Regions from separate parts of the Mus musculus genome. Here region 2 is linked to region 1. A link is a contact called in public HiChIP or PLAC-seq data. All regions are on one chromosome and are shown on one strand. Each heading gives the region's core, a stretch centred on a gene start, on an enhancer-like site or on the middle of the called end of the contact. The rest is flanking DNA. Distances are from core to core; before and after follow the strand shown.

The links. HiChIP or PLAC-seq counts read pairs in DNA pulled down with a chosen protein or histone mark.
Region 2: a CTCF HiChIP or PLAC-seq map of the NIH/3T3 cell line shows a contact between it and region 1, with 5 read pairs. The contact joins two enhancer-like sites. A contact is called at or near these places in 1 of 15 datasets of contacts at CTCF or cohesin (the NIH/3T3 cell line) and 1 of 115 datasets of contacts at active chromatin or transcription factors (the NIH/3T3 cell line).

What each region holds. Positions count from the first base shown.
Region 1 is chr1:77,486,764-77,492,570 of GRCm38.p6, forward strand. All of the region lies in intron 3 of Epha4 (Eph receptor A4), which reads right to left. Among named protein-coding and RNA genes, the nearest start is that of Mir6352, 7.1 kb to the right of the region's middle. Within about 2 kb of position 2,823, at least 21 of the 459 cell types and tissues checked have an H3K27ac peak or open chromatin away from gene starts, as enhancers often do. A contact at or near this core is called in the NIH/3T3 cell line, where this site is marked.
Region 2 is chr1:77,842,678-77,848,484 of GRCm38.p6, forward strand. The region is part of intron 2 of Gm33083 (a long non-coding RNA gene); the gene reads right to left. The region is part of intron 2 of Gm33030 (a long non-coding RNA gene); the gene reads left to right. Among named protein-coding and RNA genes, the nearest start is that of Gm33030, 32 kb to the left of the region's middle. Within about 2 kb of position 3,519, at least 15 of the 459 cell types and tissues checked have an H3K27ac peak or open chromatin away from gene starts, as enhancers often do. A contact at or near this core is called in the NIH/3T3 cell line, where this site is marked.

The sequences.
Region 1 (5,807 bases), core at 1,573-4,072:
AAAATCTAGAATCAGGAGACCTAAAGACCCTAAAGACCCTGATGAAAGGCCAAGTCTGTTTGCAAAATGTTGGAAAGATGGTTGGGGGGGGGGGTCTTCAAACTATTTGTTTTATTTTGTTGGTTTTTGTTTTGTTTTGTTTTTTCAAGTTCAAGGTTGTTTTCTTGAAAACCCTTTTACTGTGATTTGATTAATTTGCTAATGTGGTTACAGAGCTTGTGATTTATTTACTTAATTTATTTTTTAAATCCCTAGCTATCCTAGAACTTGCTCTGTAGATTAAGCAGGCCTTGAACTCACAGAGATCCACTTGCCTCTGCTTCCTGAATGCTGGGATTAAAGGCGTGCGCCACCACCACCCTGAGGGCCTTTAAAGTCTTGAAACTTCTACCAGAGGGTAAAGAACATAAGCTTTTGGGGTCTTATAAAGGCGCCATCCCAAAACTCAAGACAAACCACATTCTAGTTTCTTTGTGGTTCAGAACAAGGCTCTGGGATGATGAGATTATTAACAGAGCATTTCAGGGTTACAGTCAGAAGTTATGGACCCAATGAGGAACAAGAGTGTTGCATCCCGAGGACAGCGTGGTTGCAGTTTCCGAGTGTGTGAGAAGCTGAATATCCATGTGCAGGTAGGAGCCACTGCTTGTCCTCAGCAAAACATTAGTGAAAGCCTCAGTGATGAAATTAATTCACTGCCCAGTGGGTGAGTGGGTGGGAAACGCCAACGTCACCAGCAAGCCACTGGCGGTTGCCTTCAGGGGCATCAGAGGAAAAGATAAATGCCACCATCCAAGCAGAGACTTCATACTGAGAGGCTCCTGCAGCAGGGACCCTTCACACCCCTAACACCAGGAAAAGGATCGTGCCGTTAGGTTTAGTTTGTATGTTGTATGTTGGGAGCTATTTCTTTCTCTGCTCTGTTCCATGCTCAACACTATTAACTCTGATGATACAATTTGTTCATGTGTTTAGTAGAAACAAATTTAAAACAATATGCTTTTCTACCATGACTGAGAATGCAGAGGATAAATGAAGGATAAATGAATGTTTCAGATTCAAGGAACTGGGGTGGAGTGGGGTGGGAGCTCTCTTCATCATCGTTAAATGGCAAGGGCTTTCAAGACCAAGGCCTCAGTCAGAGAGAGTCGAGGATGGTGAGAGAAAAGGAGAGGCATTTTTCTATATTTTGTTTGCACAATTGGAAACACATCTTGTGCGAAGCCCAAGAAGTTTTAAAAAGGAGAAGTGCGTGGCTTAACTGGATCATTAGCATGCCGAGCGAGCGGAACTGGGACAGGTGTGTGCTAACGTGGTATGGGCACATGGCTGACCCAGTTTCAAGGCAGTGATGCTCCGGAGGGGAAGAGGATAGATGCTGAGGTCACAGAAACAACAGATAACAAAGTAATAATAGCACTTAAGTCAGGGAAGAAGGAAGGAAGGAGAGTTACGCAAGTCAGAGACATCTCCAGTCCCATTTTCTACAGAGTGGGTATTTTTAAGTTCATACTTAAGCCATGAAGTCATTTTTCTCTCTCATTGGTGAAACCCTTGCAGGCATTTTGTAAAACTGTTAGGCCACAAGGCCCAAGCTATTGTATGAAAACAATCTGCCTCATCGAGTGAGAAGAATGGCTTGGAGAAGGGCTGACGTTTCTGAACTTTCAGGGCATCTTGGTTAGGCGGGGAAAGCTCCAAGAGTCAGAAGCAATGATTTGCATCAGGCAACTTAAAATACATATAATCCATTATATTAAAAGGTAGCTGCCAACAACTGTCACAGGTAGACGAGGAATCCTACCTTTGTTTAAAACAAGCTTTAAAAATTAATTGATCTTCTTATTTTTAGAAAGGGAATAAAGGCTTTGATGCTAAATATCTTGAAAAAGTAAAGACTTAGAAGAACTTTTCTCATAAGCAAGCGCTAATGAGTTAAAAAAAAAAAAAAGAGCTCCTTTACTTTGGAGTTCTCTTTGTTAATAACTCGTGCATGCAAATTAACATGTGATGACCCAATATTTATGCTATTTCTCACTACATTTGTCTCAATCCAAGATAAACATGCATCTCAAATTTTTTTTGGTATATATGAAAGCCTTTACAATAAACATATTTAAATCAAATAGTTCAGATTATTTGAAAATAGTAAAAACTAGTTCATGGTTTTCTGAGGATACTGAAGGAGCCAGGGAGGGCTAGCCTCAAATTGGGGGGAAAAAATAATCAGTGACTAAATAAAAACAAGGTTGGTTTGAGTCACCCATGTAAAACAAACAACAAACAAACAAACAGGTATTCGGTGGTAGTGGTGGGGGTATTAGGAGGCTCAGAGCTGATTAAAATCGACTTTCGCTCAACTGCTGAGCTCCAGGTTCTTTAAGAGACACTGACTCAAAACTAAGGCGGAGAGACAGATAACAGATAACACACTCATATACACACATGAATACACAGAAAAACATCTCTTATTCACACACACACACACACACACACACACACACACACACACACACACAAATTAAAAGGTAAAAAAAATACAAAAAAAAAGAGAAGTGGAAGAAAGGCCAAATCACAGAAAACTTACTACAGCTATAAAATACTATGCAATAGTTATACTTATTGATCAGGAAAGATTTTATGATCATTACATGTGAAAATAATACAAATTTAAGAGTGCACACGTGCTTGTATGTGCGTTCAAATACAAAGTGTATGTAAAGTCTGGAAGCCCAGACAGAAACCAGTGGACATGCTCGGTCCTTCACTGTGCTAAGAGTGGTGATGACTTCGCCATTTTTACATTTGTCGGGTGTTCCACATTTTAACAAACCACAGGAATTTGTGATTTGTTTTCAAACCCAATAACTGTGTGATTCATATGCTCCCCTGAACGTGGCTTTCGGCTATATTTAGACAGGAGAGTTTTCCATGCTATGCTAACACAATAAAACAAGAGTATAATTAAATCTGTTATAGTCTACTTAAATATTAATCAGTTGAAATAGATCATTGATTGAGAGATGAAAACTAAATTATTTTGTTCAATGACTTCATACACATATAAATACATACAATGTATATATAAAGTGTTAAGACTGCACACTTAAAAATACATACATACATACATACATACATACATACATACATACATGTATAGAGGTCTCAGACTGCTGGTGCAGGCATGAAGAAGTATACATAAAACCACTGAAGAAGTCCCAGGCATGTGGGGAGACACACAATATGGAAACCCTTTTATTCTATTTAGTTTTCTGTTCCTATAATAAGATAATCTGATTAAAAACAACTTGGGGGAGGAACAGGTACTTTATTTAGGTAATATTTATAGGTCATAATCTATAACGAAGAAAAAAATCATTTAGTTAACCACCCTTCCTTGAGCTTCTTTGTCTTTTTTTCTAGACCATGAACAGAAATTTCCAACCAGTAGGCAAATTCAAGGGAAACCTATCATCCCTTTACTCTGCGATACAAATGTTAAGATGGGAAGAACTTTCTCTGGGGGTGGGGTTGGGGGAGGAGAAATGTCTTAGTGGCTTGCTGGGCAAGCATAAAGAACTGAGTTGGATCCTAGCACCTACTAGCACCTATGTAAGAAGCTGGGCGTGGTCATGCACATACCTATAACCTCAGCGCTGCGTAGGGCTGAGACCAGAGGATTGTTGGCATTTGTCGGCTTCTAGCTAGCCCTAGGTTCAGTGAGAGATCCTGTTTTGGAAGAATAAGGTGTTATGGTGATAGAATAAGACACTTAAAACAGCCTTCTCGGGCCACCACACACACATGGGCATGCATCAATACCCTCCACACAGCTCGCATGCATGCACACACATACAGAGGTAGATGATGGAAGGGAGACAGAATAGCAGATCATACCCAGAGAAAGCATGGTAGGCAGTTGGAGAACTTGGAGCCTGGAGGCTGGGCTGCCCCTTTCTGCAAGCCTCCTAGAAGAGTCTGCCTGGCCCAGGGGACCTTTCTGTGCCTCTGCTTTTTATCTGGGGATACATACAGTACCTGTCATCTAGGAGTGTTTCAGGACTAAAAAAGCTAAGACTGGAAGAGCACAGGGTAATAATTTCTTACAACAACATTTTCCAGCTCTATTAATGTGTGTTTATTGTGGAAACTCCCAGTGGAGCACCATTTGGTTTTTGGAAAATAATAACAGCTTTCTTGCTGGCATCGACAGAAGAGCATCTTCTCTTTCTTTTCTAAATAACAAGACCCTGGACCAAGATCCCTACTCTGAGAAACAGGATATGTTTAGAGCTGAGTGCCCCAAACATTCATCTTAGAATCTTAGAGTTATAAAGGTTCTTCTAGATTTTAGGTCTGTCTATAAGTATATATGTCAGATGAATATGTATCCCTGGGAACTAGGAATTGTGTGTGCATGTGTGTGTATATGGGGAGGGGGTTTTACTGGCCTATTACAGTGACTATGGGATGACACCCTGAGTTATCAGTGACTACTGGAAGTACGGAGTTTCCCACAGGTAGATCTTCATTTAATTCTTAGTTGAGAATTACCTAGTAAAGTGGGTCCTGCCCCATTTGTCAGTGGTGCCCACTGAGAAACAGAGGTCTCCGGGTCCCTATTCACAGAAACCGTTGGGTGGCAAGGGTCATCTAGCCAGTGTGAATGTGTGCACAAACAAAAGACAGGCAGATTGAGCTGTACTCTTGGTTAATTAGAAATAGTGACATAGCTAAACTTAGTGGTCCAGGCCTGCAATCAATCCCAGCTATTCAGGGGCCTGCACACAAATCCAAAGCTTACCTGGACTGCAGAGTGATTCTAAGATCATTCTGGGTAATTTAGTAACTAGACCATGACTCAAAAGGCTTAAAAAGGGGGATGCAGATATAGCTCAAGGGTAGATGACTTGCCTAGAGTGTAGAAAGTTCTGGATTCAATCAATCCTCAGTGCCAAAAATAAATCCCCTTTCCTTCCCTGTGTGGCAGTGGATGCTATCTTCTGGGGATCTCTGCACTCACTGTGGCCTACGGAGTAATTTGTTTAGCTAAGTGAAACCTCCAAGTCCTCAAAATCCACAAATCACTTTGTCAAAGCTGCTGCTGAAGGCGCCCCAGTGTTTCTACAGTCACCCTCTGTTCTCAGTCTCTCTCTGCTTTCTCCCCATCTCCTCTCCCTCCTTTAATAAGAGGGTGTCACAATCAGAGAGGTTGCACCCACCCCACCCCCCACTGTGCATGCAGCAGGCAGTACCTCAGCCTGATGGGATATTAAATATTTTTTCAAGCGCATGCCTATCTATCATTATTTACATTTCTGGCTCTGACTAGTTTGGCCTGTGATCTGCCCCTGGGTTTAACAACCTGGTTATCTTCTTCCTCTTAAAACTTAAGGATCTACTCATGTAACAGTGGCATCAATGATGACAGGATGGGTAAGTGGAAAGTTCTACGCTAGTCTGGGCTATAAAGTGTGGCTTTGTCTCAAGAAAACATACATGAACAAACACAAAACAAAAACGTAAAAATACAATAATAGTAAGAAAATAATTTGGCACAGTTTAACTATATCCATTAAATCGAAAGAAAAGAACAAGTGTTCTTTGTCTTCATTATTGTTGATTAATAGCCCAGCAATTCTGACGAATATTTTAAGGTAAAAATAAGGTCTAAATTTTGGGAATAGGGAAGAAGAAATATAAGTACAATCACTTGCAATAAAGACTATTTGTTCTCTAAGAACCCTGGAGTATTAACTGAGACCCGATTAGTATTCACGTGAGAGCTCAATAAAGAGATTGGATGT
Region 2 (5,807 bases), core at 2,269-4,768, 360 kb after region 1:
CAAGATGAGAATGAAGAAAACAGAGCTCTGATCTGTTATCTGGGAGGTCTTTGTGGAGGCTGGGAAATCAAGAGTCAGTAAATGATTGAACTCTGCACCTTGTTTCTACGTTTGGGTGAGGAAATATAAGTAAAAATTGAAAAGTTACTCCTGAGAGACCAAGCAAAAGAAGCTCTAGAATGCCATCGTCCCAGGGTATTGTGGCCATCAGGGGGAAAGGGGTGTGGCTTGATGTTTGCCAACTAATGCTAGCCCAGTATCCTTTCTGGAGTGGGCTTGGAGAATTGGACCAAAAGTGGTTCGTGATAGCTTTCTTTTTCTTTTCAGTGGTTCGCTAGTTGTGGCAGTTCGTTAGAAAGAGCAGTGCCTGGGCTGAGAGTGAGATACATACCACATTCTAGCCCTACCTCTGCTCCCTGCCTCCTGCCCTTCATTTATGTCTGGATATTGTTGACTGAATTGAAGGGAGCTTCCAGATATCCTGAATGACTGGGTACACACAATAAGAAAATAATATAGAACTTTCATTTTTAAGTTGGTTTAATAACATAAAATAGGTGATTTATGTAGCATGTTTTAAAAAGGGAAAAGCTTCAAATGCCGAATAAATGATTGTTCAAAGCCAATTTCAGCTCAAAGCTTCTAGATTAAGGAACTATTATCAAGAGTTTGAAATCCACCACTCAGCTTTTAAAGGGGCTTGAAGGTTTTTACAGATATCAGAATAGAGTGTGTTTTTATAATGCTTCAGAAAAACCCATTTAGGAGACAATCATGCTTTTCCTTTCTCTGTCATTTCTTTCCTTTATTTTTAATGCCCTGAGAGACATTGCTACGTAGGAAGAAAATGATACTTGATGCTAAACAGTGGTGAAACTATCTTCAAATGAGTGACTCCCACTGGGTCCCTTTCTTAGCAAAGAAACTGGAAACAGGAAAATGTCCCTCAGTTCTCTCTGTACTTAACCATCGAAGGGAGTCTTCCTCAAGCCAACAAGAACACTCTTTGGAGTTGAGAGTAGACAGCATATATGGCTGCTTCGGTTAATTTCACACCGGTGAGTCCAAGAATACAATCCTAACCTGTGCTAACTCACTCTTTTCATGGGGAATCATCAACCCCACACTCTTCTTTTTTTGTAAATGCACACAGGAGTCCCACTGGTTATAGCCCAGTTTTTCCCTTCTTTATGATGCACCACAGACAAGCCTGCCCTCCCTTGAGCTCTGTTTACCCGCCCTTATCACCTATCTGCAGTCTGCTCAGCTGCCGAGGCACGAGACTCGGTGACAAAGAGCCATAAACACCATGTTTTCCTTGAAAGGTATCAGTGAAATGTTACATTGTTGCCCCGATTGAGGGCAGAAAAGGAAGATTCTTGAAAGGGTGTCAGATTATCTTCTTTTGTCAGAGGTGAAATGGATAATTAATTTGCATCTCTGCCTTTCCACAGCCAGTTTACACCTGTCTGGTAGAATAAATTAGAAACCATGAAAAATCATCAGCTCCTTTGTTTAGATTTTGCTCAAGGAAGTCTTAGAAAATGCCAGCATTTCAAAAGTATTTAAAATAACAGATATCGGGTTCCTGCTGCCATCATTTTCAGACTCACGGTCGGTCGGTCGGTTTTATCATAAAGGCTTGCTTGAGTGATTCCCAAGGAGCCGGATGAATGTGGCCTCTGAAGATACGGAACAGACAAGGATGTGAAACAGAGAGAGAGAGCTGGGGAAGACTCAAGGCAAAGAACACTGGAGGAAGAGATGTGAAGAGGTGGCTTTGTACAACAAAAATCTAAGCATTTCCACTTGCCTTTGAATTAGGAATCTGATGTCAATAGTCCAGTGCAGCAGGGAAAGGAACGACAGATGGCAGGACAAGCAAAGGGTAGAAAAGGGAGAGAAAAATCAAACGGCATTCTGTGAATATATCGAAGAAGATTTTAAAAGGCTTAAAACGTGGCTGGAAGATGGTTCAGTAGGTACATATGGGTACGAGGGTCCTAGTCTGATTGCCAGATCCCCTGTATAGAAGCTGGGGTTGGTAGCATGCACTTACTGTCCCAATGCTGGGGATACGGAGACAGGCAGATCATGGGGCTCTCACTAGGCAGCCGGTCTAGCCTACTCTGAGCTCCAGGCCAATGAGAAACCCTGAGAAAATAATGTGAACAGCTCTTCAGAAACAACATGTGCGTGGCTTCCACATGTGCATACATGAGCACCTGAGCATGCAACCTACCCCCACCCCCTGTCCCCACCTCCACCCACACACACATAAGCAAAGGTTTAAAATGTGTCCAGGTAGACGCTTTTGATAGAGGGATACAGGTATTCTTCAGCATGAAGAAATAATAGTACACCAACCAAGTTTAACAACAACAACAAAATGTCATGACATTGTGGAGGACAACTTATGGGGTGAGATATTCTATAGCTATGGGCTGGTTAGCCTGGGGCTAAGATGGAGCCCCATGCAGGGGCAGAAATAAACAAAACAGAAGGTAGGAAGAGTCTGGAGTACTTTGGAGCATGGTACCCAGTGACAATGTAAAAGAAAGGGAAGATACCACTAAGATTTCAATGATGCATTATAATGCTGTCCACTAAATCAGGGTGGACACAATGAAGAAGGGACTTTGTAAAAAGGGAGATAAAAAGATAAAGCTGGATTATCACCTGCCATGCAAGTAGATGAGACCAAGAGAATTATGAACAGGCAGTTGTTGCCTTGGAGAGTGCGTGGGATTGAGGTTTTGTGATGGGCCATCTTTGTGGTTGTTGAGACAGGGTTTTTCTGGAGCTCTAGATGTCCTGTGTCTGTGGCAGTTATGGGCCGCATCCTAGAACTGTGAGCCAAAAGAACCACTTCCTTCCTGTACTGGCTGGTTTTGTGTCAACTTGACACAGCTGGAGTTATCCCAGAGAAAGGAGCTTCAGTTGAGGAAATGCCTCCATGAGATCCAACTGTAAGGCATTTTCTCAATTAGTGATCAAGGGGGATCAATTAGGGATCAAGCCCCTTGTGGGTGGGACCATCTTTGGGCTGGTAGTCTTGGCTCTATAAGAGAGCAGGCTGAGCAAACCAGCAGCAGCAAGCCAGTAAAGAACATCCCTCCATGGCTTCTGCATCAGCTCCTGCTTTCTGACCTGCTTGAGTTCCAGTCCTGCATCTTTTGGTGATGAACAGCAGTATGGAAGTGTAAGCTGAATAAACCCTTTCCTCCCCATCTTGCTTCTTGGTCATGATGTTTGTGCAGGAATAGAAACCCTGTCTAAGACACTTCCTTAAGCGAGTCTGCCGAGTGTTCTGGTACAGTGATGAAGAAAGCTACCAAAACAAATGTATATTTCAGGGCGGACTGTTTAAATACAGAAATGAAATAAATCCTCAAGATTTCCTACTGATTAATCATATGGAATGTCTACCCTTAGAGAAAGAGAGAAGGATGGAAATCTTGAGATCCGTGTAAGGCCTTGACGACGGAAAGTCAGAGGAATCCAACGGACAACTCATGCTACAGAAATGTAGCTATGTGAGATGAATGAGGTGGTCAGTTGGGTATGAAAGGCAGACACGACGTTTAAAGTATGCACTTAGAAAAGGGGAATTCCATATACATGAAGCCAGAGGAGATGCCAGAGATAAAACCGGTCATCAGCCAGCAGCTCAGCTACATTCTGCAAATTGCCTGCATGGAGACAGAGTCAGCTCCCAACACAGGCTTTGGCACACCCTGTGGATCTCACTTGAACAGAGCTGTATCCTGCCCCTGCCCTCCTATTAGAGCTGGCTGACATCCTGAGCCTACCTCGCCAAGAGGTTCATGAATCCTAGAAAACAGCCTTACCCAAGCTAAGATGGTTCAGTCCAGCAGCACAAGAAGACAGCAGGTACCTGGCAAAGATCCAAACACGATGAAGCCAGGCAGCCAAACAAACCGACTTTTTTTTAGGTCTGGGGACCCTGCAAACCTGGAAAGGCCTTCATGGAAGGTCTGGCTTAGAAGAAAGACATCCCCGGGGAAGAAGTCAACCGCTAAAGCAGCCCTGAAAAGGAATTGTTCAAAGTAGCCCAGGCCCCATTAGGCAGAGGAGAGGAGGCAGGGGTGGGGGAAACCAGATGAATAACAGTTTCTGAGCAGCACTGGGGCCACAGTTAAGATCCGGAAGTCCTGATTTGTAGCGCATCCATTTATATATAAAAATTAGACTGTGTACATGAGTACTGGCTGTCTAGCCAAGAGCTAATGCACATATGCAATATTTTGTCTCCAGTAATGGTACTTAAATTTTTTAAAGTAAACTCCAACAGTCAAACACGATTTTAAATTGACCTTCCTCCTGGTGCTGGTGCATTTAGCAAATGCCTTTTCCTCGCTCAGCATTTCTTGTTCGGTCCTAAAACCCAAACAGAATTGATTTGTTTTTGAATCACTCCATTCATGAAGTTGTGTTTGGAAGAAAAGAAAGGGGCAATGAGTTTTCATCTTGAACTGGCTTTGATCTGGGGACAAGAAAAATAACCTTTTAGATATATATCTTGAAGGTGGTGGGTAGAAAGTAACTCGCGTCCTATTTGTGAGTTGCCCACATAAAATCACTGGAAATCGGTTGGCTCTCGGCCTAGGACGCACCTTCATTTGTCCTAGGTCTGTGATGGTTGTCAAACTCCTCCCTGCCTCTGAGCCCCTGCCCTCCTGTCGGAGCTGGCTGACATCCTATCAAAGAGCAGCAAACACAGAAAGGAGGGTAAGCAGATGGTGATTTGGAAAACATTTTTCCCTAGAGGGGATTTTTTAAAAAATCCTATTCTCACATAATCAGATAAGAAGCTCCTCAACCATTGTCCATAAAACACATTGGTGGGAGACAGAGACCTGTTATTTGGGAGGGAGGGGGCATTTTTAAAATGTTTTCATTTCCAGATTTCTCTTTATAGAAAGCTTAACAAGCATTTCCCAGTGAACCTTCACTGAAGACCCCAAATGGCAGGCATCCCTTTGTGTTAATAGTCCATTAGGGAAGGACCATTGGTTTCTAATACCAAGATGCTTGTCTTCAGGCCACTTGGTAGAGAGCCCCGAGGCTCGGCTGAAGAGGTCAGAGCCGTCAACGGGAAGGCTCCAGGAGCGCATTCGGCTTCCAGCTCTGCATCCTCAGACTTCAGAATGCCAGCAACCAAAGCTCATATTCCTGGGCTCTGGATCTGACCCCTCCGTACTCTTACTCAACAAATCCTGCTGGCCTTCAACAGGGGGAGATATTATTCTGGTATTCCTGGGAGGCCATGAAACCACACAAGCATTAAATCACAGTGCCTAACAGTGGCAGTGAAGGAGAGAATCCAGACCTCAGATCAGACTGGAGCCAAAATTCAAAGCAGAAAGCACAGCCTCTTCTCCATGCCAGCCCCAACCCTCCTTTTAAATCCCACTCCCAAGCACTGCCTATCTTTCCTCTGCCCTAAAGGATCCAATTTCTAAACAGTGGTTATGAGAATTATGTCTTTTTTTATCGATGCTGTTATAATACAAGAAGCCCCGGGTGCTATGCAGTTTTGAATGCCTTAGAGCTGATGTCCTCTTTAATTTTCACTTGCCCTGTGAACAAGTGGATGTGTGTAGCCGCTAATGCATTTCAAATGTAATACAATCCTCCATCCACACAAAACCTACAATGGGGTCACCATTAACTTCCTACCCTTCACTCTTGTGAGCTGGTATTTAGAACAAGAAAATGCTTTTGGCTTTTGGCCACCAAAAGCTATGAGGCATACCTTAGAGAGTGACAAACAAGAGGCTCTG